Regions from separate parts of the Zea mays genome. Here regions 1 and 2 are each linked to region 3. Evidence: chromatin contacts called from public Hi-C data. All regions are on one chromosome and are shown on one strand. The core of a region is the stretch at or near the end of the contact, and the rest is flanking DNA. Distances in the headings are between cores, read along the strand shown. Region 1 holds the start of LOC103639235. Region 2 holds the start of LOC111590145. Region 3 holds the start of LOC100282078 (myb-related protein Myb4).

Region 1 (3,172 bases), core at 357-2,856, 210 kb before region 3:
TATTTGTACCATCTATCAACTTATTTTCTCTTTTACTTTTGAGAGATGAGTTGTCAAGTGGTGTTATGCTTTAGTTCGTCACCATAATAGTGTAATACTAGCGTTGGGTTGGACTCGGGGCGAATCCACGAGTGGTAGAGAGGGGCAATGCCCCCTAATCCTCCCTAAATTCTATATTATCTACTAATTTCCTTAGGTAATCATCATATAAATAATGTAAAATACCTCCTAACGCCCTTTCTCAATCTAATTTGTCCCTCCCAAACTCTAATCCTGGTTTCACCCCTTGGATTGTGATCCGTGATCGGCGGAAGAGAACCGCTGCTCCCTGCTCCTGTGCCCCAGCCGCTGTCCACTGTCCACCTTCGGACTTTCGGTTAGTTCTCAATCCATATGGATTGAATGAGATTGGGTGAGTTTAAATCTCAAACAAGTCAAAATTTTTCTAAATTTTTTCTAATCCTATCCAATCCATGTATAATGGGAATAACACCTTCGTTCCATGATGGCGGATGCTGCTTTTTCTCTCGAAACCTAGTGGACGCCGAGTAACCTCAGGCCTTTCATCGTTGCTGGCAGCACGAGTTGGAGGTCGACGACCGACACACTCACCTATGTTCCAAAAAAAAGCGTTCATCACGTGCCTTTTTCTGCTCTAAATTTTTATATATATATATATACTTTTTGTAGTTTCAAATAATCTATATGTATTTTAGTTTTACTTATAGACAGAGAAAATGAGAGAGAATATCTATAAAGAGAGGAGAGAGGGGACAAAGGAGCGTCTTCTATCACGATGCTGCAGGCCAGAGGAGGGAACCATCTATACGACATACCATCTCCTTTTATTATAGCAATACCTCTAAGTGTTGAATAGATCCAAAAATTCATGTGGACTTTTTAAAAAGATAAAGATTATTGTACAATAAAGTTTTTCGTGCAACTTGCTATGTAATTAAACTACTAGAAATTATAAAAACCTTTAAAGATATAAATATATTTTACTATTTACTTTACTAACATATCAAATTTTAAGTTCTAATTCATTCTATGTTAAAAGATATAAAAAATTCTACCCGAAATGATAGAATTTTGTTTTTTGGACTGGATATGAAACTCGAGCAAAAAAAACCTTAAATAGCTAATGAAATCACATAAAATTTGTTTGATCTTATCATTAAAAATCGTTACCTTAAAAAGTGTTCTTTTATTATTAGATTACTTTCAAATTTCTCCCGGTTTATAGGAAACAAATAGAATCTTACTAATCAGGTGACTATATTGCTACGACTTTTATATAGTATATTAGTATACTTTGTTTTAATAAAACATAAAAATGTGTGTGTTATGTTGGTTAGTTGGGTGTGGATGTAAAGACGATAAATAAGGTTAAAAAATCTCACATATATGCATAATTTTATGTTGTTTTTGTATAAAATGGGAAAGGTGACGCACCACGATTTTAGGATTTTAGAACTATGGAAATCAGAAAAAAGTGATGCTTTATATAGTAGATAGATAGATAGAGAAGTGAGGTTTAGTTTTACTCTAAAGAAAACGGCGGCCTATCAAAGCTTAAGCATAAACACGAAGCTGGATCGGAAGCCGCCAGCGCTACATCAACACAATACAAAGGTAAAACAAAACGGAAAAGGCAGCGGCGTTTCTCTCCCTCCCTCCCTCCCTCTGCACAAACGCCACGCCGCGAGACTCCCACGCGGTCCGCCCCCGCGTCGTCTGGCCTCGCGATGGCCGCCGCCGCCGACTACGACCGCGCGCACCGCCCGTACGCGGCTCCCGCCCCCGCCGGTGAGTACGACCGCCCCTACCGCAACGAGGTCGTGCCCTACGGTGACCGCCGCATCGACATCATCGTCAAGCCGCCCGCGAGGTCGCCGCCGCCGGTATCCAACAGGGGCGGCGGGGGAGGGGTGGGGTCGGCGTGGTGCTTCAGCGATCCGGAGATGAAGAGGCGGCGGCGGGTGGCCAGCTACAAGGCTTACTCGGCGGAGGGCAAAGTCAAGGCATCGTTCCGCAGGGGATTCCGCTGGATCAAGGCCAAGTGCTCCGAGCTCATCCATGGCTGGTACGGATCACGCCTTCTTCTTCTTCTTCTTCTCCTCCTCCTCCTTCCCCTTTCCCCTTTTATCGGGGTATCCGTTCTTCTTCTCGATATTTTCGGACATAACGGCGATGGCTGCTTTGGTTCCCAAGCATCGGACCTGTCCTTCCGCTGGGTAATGGGACTCTGCACAACAAGTACAGACGTTTTAATCTTCATTGTACTGTTTGTATGGATTATTGGTACGACTGAATGCTAGTCCTTATGCCCCCTCATCATACACCATTGCTTCCTGAAATGGTTTGGGAAGTCACAGGTACATGACACAGATCTGTAGCAGACTACAAGCTCATCAGCACAAGTTGTCATCGTTTTGGCTCACCTCTTAAGCAGCAAGATAGCTTTAGCTCGTTTATCTGATGAAGTGATCATCTGTGATGCACTAGTCGCCTCTAATTTCGTTTTCCCTCTACTTTTTTTTCAGAACCCGGTACCTCGGTGAAATTCTATTGTATTGTATTGGCATGGTGCAAGATGCGGCTACAAAGCGCGAGAGATGGTTGTCTGTTGTTATTTCGCTGATTCGCTCTCAAAATGTGGAAGAGAATTTGTTCTGAGATTGTGTAGAGAACTTTGTTGCCCCCCTGGTTATAGGAAAAGAACTCGATGGAGATCTGCTGAGATTGCTTGTCGCTACCTGCCAATTGCCCCCTAATTCTGTTCAAAAAATGTTTGAAGAAGACTTGAATCCCGGAGAAGAAAAATTCTTTGCACGATAGTACTTTTCTAATATTATCCCCCTGTGCTCATATGCAACTTGGTCGCTGGCCAGGAAAATACAGGCCAGCATGCAACTGCATTTGCTTCGTTTCTTCGTCATTAGCAAATCCCAGAGATGGAGAGACCGTAGCAGATCTTGCGAATTGCGTAGGCGGTCTTTCATGCATTTATTTCGATGAGGAGAGGTCTACACTTAACGCTCTATGATAGGGACATGATCACCTGGATCACGGGAGGGTAAGAAACTTTTTTGTGCCTCAGCGTGGCTTCCTCTTCCGTGTTCTGAATGGAAAAGACCCTCCTAATGGTGTGGTCTTAGCACAAAGTGGC
Region 2 (2,826 bases), core at 206-2,705, 210 kb after region 3:
TGAAATAGGCAAGGGAGTTTCTCGCAAGCAAAGCATACGATCCTTTTAAATGTACCGAAGACTTCGTGTATGTCTTCTCAGATTAATTATTTTGTCGACGTAATCTCTTTTAAAAAAAAGATCGACCGTAAGTATATATATATATATATCTCTTCTCACATGGTTTGCATGCGTCTGCAAGCAGTATTCAAAGACCGTGCTTAGGTCTGGAAATTAAACATGTACAGGAGTGAGTTTCCCGAGGCGCTTGCCTATGTACGGATTTGATTTCCTGGTAGGCTGTACTGTCGGCAATAATATGGAGTGAGAAATATTTTGGTATACATCTCATAGACATATGGTACATCAGTACATGCGTTTAGCCAGACCAGAAAATGTTGAGGCCTTTGTAGCCCACAAACCAGAAAAAATACACGTACCAGAAACATGCCCTAAATAATTAATTCCTTTTTTTCGCGTGGATAGAAGATCCAACGTGTTCGTATTTTAGATACTACATATATACAAATTTGAATCGATGAAACCATCACAAACGTCGTCTTAATAACAAAACAAAACGAAGAAAAACGTTGGCGAATCAAGCCTACGAAACCATCTTAATTAGGTCGATCGGCCGGCCCAGCTTTGTTTAATGGTTGATGATTGACTGACTCTGAGGCACAAATCATGGGAGCACGCAGGCACAAGGACGACGTCTGCTACAAAACGCGGACAGGCACGCACCAACCCACATATATACTATGCATGCTATTAGCCGACTTAGTGGCCGTCAACTGATACTCCCTCGTGAACAAACAAACAACAATAATAACGCCACAACGGAGACTTGGATTCTCGTCCAAGCAATTTCATAAGGAACGACTGAGGCCGAGCTGAAAACAAGAGAGAGGGAGCCCCAGCCCCAGCGGCAAAGTGGTCGCACGTCGCCTTCGTCCAAACCGATCGAGCACACCATTCTTTCATAATCAAACTGTCTAATCCCGGCGGCAGCTAATTTGCCTTGGCCTTTCCGAGTTCTTCCGGCGTCGCTGCTATGCTATGCTATGCCCCTGTCACCCCGCCTGTTACGGTCGGAAATCTGCGTACACACTGCCCGCCCGGTTTGTGTCCATGAATATGCGGAGAACAAAATTTGGAAAAAGATACAACAGGGATTTTTGAAACCCCTGTTTGAAGTCGAGGGTCGACGCTACGCTACGCCCGCGACAAATTTCTCGCCGAGTCGAATGGATGCGTTCAGAAACCGGATCGAGACGTAGGGGTACGTGACGGTGCTGCGCGGTGCGCACCGTGTGCGTGTGGGAGACGAGTCAACGCGGTAACGACCCCACCGCGGGGAGGGGAGCGGTTCAGTTCAAACCGAACCCGCCATCCGCTCCACGCCAACTAAACCCCTGGCCCTGGGAGTGGAATGCGACCGGGGGAAAGTTCTTCGCTCCCGCCAACCGTTTTAATACCCCCTCCCCTCCCCTCCCTGTCCGTGTGGCTCGGCTGTGCGCTCTGCTGCCTGCGCGATCGAACACGACCCACCGGGGTGTCTGGGTCTGGGTCTGGGTCTAGGCGAGAGCAAGATGGGCAACCTGGTCTCGGGTGCCGCGGCGGCGAGCGGCGGCGGGAAGGTGGTGATGGCGGACGGCAGCGTGCGGGCGCTCAGCGAGCCGGTGTCCGTGGCGGAGCTCATGATGGACCACCCGCGCCACTTCGTCGTCGACGCGCGCGTGCTCAAGAAGCTTGGCCACCACAACCACCACCACCACCAGCAGCAGCAGCAGAGCGGGGCCAAGGTCGCGCCGCTGCCGGCCGACCACGTGCTCGGCGCCGGCGGGGTGTACGTGCTGCTGCCGGCCACGCGGGGCAAGGTGTCGGCCGAGGAGGCGCGGCGCGCGCTGTCGGCGGCGCGCTCCCTGGCGCGGTCGCGGTCGATGCCCGGGCTCAGGCGGAAGCTTTCGTCGTCGTCGTCGTCCAACAAGGGCCGGGGGCAGCCCGGCGCCGAAGAGCCAGCGCAAGCGCACCGAGAGGAGGACGAGGACGAGGCGGAGGCGGCGAGGCCGGACGGGTTCGAGGAGCACCGGCCGGAGTTCCTCAGCCGGGAGCTGTCCAGCAGGGGGTGGAAGCCCAGCTTACGGACCATCGAGGAGCGCGTCCTGCCCAAGAAGACGCCCCATTGGCTCTTCTGATAAGCTGCATCTCCATTGCCTCCCTCTGATCCACCAGCCGATGATCAAGAAGGTGCTCTGATCAACCTAATCGTCTTCTTCTCTGTCCCAATGCAATGAATGCCTGCTGTGATCATGTACCCTGTCAAACTGCATGTACGGATGGCATGACGTGACCTCCATGTCACAAGCTGATATATAGCGCGACCGGAATTTGCCGTGTAAAATTACTCTACTTATTAAATAGAATCAGAACAGGTGTTTCATAGACTGCCTCGTCTCCATGCTGCCGCTGGCATTACCGCACCTTTTTCACCGCGCCTGTTCTTCAAAGTTCAAACTTTTACGGCCGGTTGTACGATCATGGACGGTACTAGATGTATTCAGACCCTTTTTTTTTTCTTTCTTTCTTTGTGACGAGCAGGGAAATGCCAGGCTCACTTGCGCCTCAATTCAGCCCCGCACGTCAGTTGCTTCCGGAGTCCAGTGCAGGTTTGCTTGGTCCTGAATGCAAGGCTGATGCAACCGCCATGACTCTGCAGCGAACACGGACGGAGCAGTGTGTATGCCGAAAGAGACAGGCGCAGAGCTTTAGCGCTTTTGCTTTGTCTATATACGAACACACTTCTTCTTTTTTAAGTCAAGTTTTAGATACATAATTTTTTTGTAA
Region 3 (2,863 bases), core at 251-2,750:
GCATGAGGCTGTTGGGCTCGATCGATCATGCATAGTTACTTGCTGTCTCAGGCGTCAGCGCGGGATCGGCCGGCTGGCCATGTTGTACGTTTTCGGCCACGCAGTCGTTATTTTTAGCCTACTACTACGGTTTCTACGTCCCTATTCTATTCCAGCAGCGTGCGCCACCCCCACCCCTATTTCGGTAAAATCTTTTATCTAGTACTGTGTACGTACGTGTATATGTATATGGTGTACGTCTCAACTCTCAACCGACCGGGGCAGCCATTGAAAGCCAATTTATGGTTTACAGTCGATGCTCCTGTGCACGGAAACGAGATTTCATCGGAGTAGACCTTTTATTGTCTGTGTTGACTCTTCTAGACAGTCTGTGTCTGAAAGATAATTAGTTGTTTTTTGTCATGAATCATTTAAATTACAATATATGCAATCCTTCTTTTCTCACCTCAAATAAACAAACAAGGATATTATTGTCTTTATGAATAATCTACACTTGTATAATCTAAACTACTAAACAACTACACGTAGATTATAATCTGGATTATATAATTTAGATTACAATTCAGATTATATAATCTATAAGCTAAAACAAACAAGCCCTAAGTAGGCGTGGTACGTACTACGTACTCCCTCGACTGAACCAAAAAAAAAATATCCACTATGTTTATAAAAATCTCCACGTGGTATGTGCTCAAGTAAGTTCATTATAAAATTATTGTATCCATATAACATGTATCGAATATTAATACTCGTATTCTTTTTTTTTTTTACCTACTTGATTTCCGTTACTGCTGGCGTACGCGTGGCGTGCATTATTGATCCCTCGTGCATGTGTAGTAGGAAGGAGCAAGTAGCTAGTATTTTCTAGTCGGATATCAGGTCTCGCTCTCAGTGTTGATAATTAGTACTAGGGAGGGCGAGTGTTAATTACCTGTTTCCAAGGGTGGCGTGGAGCTTGATGATGACGTCCTCTTCCTCCTTGGAGATGTTCCCCCTCTTGACGTCGGCCCGAAGGTAGTTGATCCACCGCAGGCGGCAGCTCTTGCCGCAGCGGAGCAGCCCTGCGGTAAGCAAGATGGAAGATTGTGTACAAGACGGTCGGACCGGAGCTAGGAAGTGACGGCGATGCTGCATGCGGTTGCGGCTAATTGTATACAGTATATATAATAAAGCTTTTGAATTGGTTTACCTGCATTCTTGGGCAGCGACCTCCAGGATCCCTCGCCGTGCTCTGCGATGTAGTTGGCGAGTATCTGGTCCTCCTCCTTCGTCCACCTCCCGCGCTTGAGCCCCACCTTCTCGCAGCACGGCGCCCTCCCCATCGCGCGCGCGACGCCACCACCAGTCACACCGGCCGGGGGCGGCGTATGTTCTCGCTGCCCACTCTCACTCGTGCTCGCTCCCACTACTGCGCACGGCTAGCAGGCAGCAGGGTCGATCGGGTGCGTCCAAGGGAGTTGTTGGTGTCCGTGCGTGCGGGCGGCCGGCCGGGTGACTCGGCTGTGCTCGCTCCTCAGGCCTCAGCTCGCTGGCTAATAGCGAGGCCACGCCACGGCCGGCCATAATATAGTAGCAGCGGCCGGGCTCGCGGGTACACGGAGTAGAGTACGCTAGCGCGTACACGTAACCGACCGGATGCTCCGTTACCTGGGCGGACGGTAAGTGGGGGGAGCGGAGCGAGAGCGAGTAGCTAGCGGGCCGGCACGGCCACGGCCACGGCGGCGCGCGGCCGTACGTGTGGCTGCTGGCGCGGGCACGTGGGCGCGCCCGGCAAAGTGGGCGCCGTGGCGCGAGGCCGCACCACCGTCCGCTCTCGCGGCCTCGCTAGCGACCACGTTGTCTCTCTGCCCCCCCCCCCCCCCCCTGTTTAATTTTGGGCAGGAGTACGACGTACCGGCCTCGGGTCGGCCTGTATAAAATCCATTAACATGTAGTACCATACTACAGTTACTCTCCTCCGCATCAGTAGCTAGGAACGTGCGGTGCTCACTGCTCAGCTCGCTGCTCATCGACGGATCGGAGCGGTTAGTCAGGCGCGTGTGATCTGGTTGCCTTTTGTCCAATCAGTTCATCATCATCAGTCACCACTCACCGCCTCACCGGACCAAGACCCTGATGCACCGTACCTGCAGCTTCTACAAGCCACGCATAAATAATAAAACACATGACGCCGAGGCGGCAGGACGGAGGTAATCCGAGCAGTCAATCGATCACACGCCTGCTGGTCCGAGGCCGGTCGCGGTCGCACGCATATATACACACACTAGCTGTGGCGGTTAGAAGGATCGTTGTATCGTGATCCACCCATTGCTATTAATTATAACACTCCTCCTTTCCCTCTTATTCCAGCGTTTAAGAGCCTAGCTATCGTAGAGAATAACTAGGTATTTGCCCGTGCGTTGCCACGGAAGCTAAAATTAGTATAAAATATAAATATATAACGACAAACGTCACTATGATAAGCAAAATCCATGACAAAATATTACCGAAACAATAATTTTATATTAACGATATAAACATGTAATGTTGATATAAATCTTCCCACTCAAATAGAATAAATTAATGCCGAGAGAACATTATAATAGCACACGAATTATTTTTAAAGAATCAATATAGAAACCGACCTCTAGAGGCCCTTTTGCTAGGGACGATTCTTATCAGCTAGACCATTGATTATGTCAGGTTTCTTCTCAGGCGCGAACAGATATCTCAAAAAACGCTCTGTATGAACATCAAGCACAGAACTCTAAAAAATTGAACGGTCATGTGGGATAAAATCACCAGCAACCGCGTGAAAGTGAAACACGACAGAGGCAAAGAAAAATCATTAGAATCAACTATTAGCACCATGCAGTTCGCTTTA

What was found. A called contact is a pair of places that touch in the nucleus more often than the background predicts.
Region 1: a contact with region 3 is called in a Hi-C map of ear, with 3 times the contacts expected there. The contact joins the promoter of LOC103639235 here to the promoter of LOC100282078 in region 3. A contact is called at or near these places in 5 of 25 Hi-C or Micro-C datasets (bundle sheath, ear, leaf and 1 more).
Region 2: a contact with region 3 is called in a Hi-C map of ear, with 2.6 times the contacts expected there. The contact joins the promoter of LOC111590145 here to the promoter of LOC100282078 in region 3. A contact is called at or near these places in 3 of 25 Hi-C or Micro-C datasets (bundle sheath, ear and leaf).

What each region holds. Positions count from the first base shown.
Region 1 is chr9:142,474,417-142,477,588 of Zm-B73-REFERENCE-NAM-5.0, reverse strand. It overlaps LOC103639235, which reads left to right and starts at 1,606. Exons shown (of 2, transcript XM_008662003.4): 1 at 1,606-2,086; 2 at 2,547-2,852. The coding sequence starts at 1,749. The coding sequence ends at 2,547.
Region 2 is chr9:142,054,475-142,057,300 of Zm-B73-REFERENCE-NAM-5.0, reverse strand. LOC111590145 reads left to right here and starts at 1,455. Exons shown (of 1, transcript XM_023301063.2): 1 at 1,455-2,426. The coding sequence starts at 1,572. The coding sequence ends at 2,177.
Region 3 is chr9:142,266,410-142,269,272 of Zm-B73-REFERENCE-NAM-5.0, reverse strand. It overlaps LOC100282078 (myb-related protein Myb4), which reads right to left and starts at 1,500. Exons shown (of 3, transcript NM_001154991.2): 1 at 1,190-1,500; 2 at 932-1,061. The coding sequence starts at 1,322.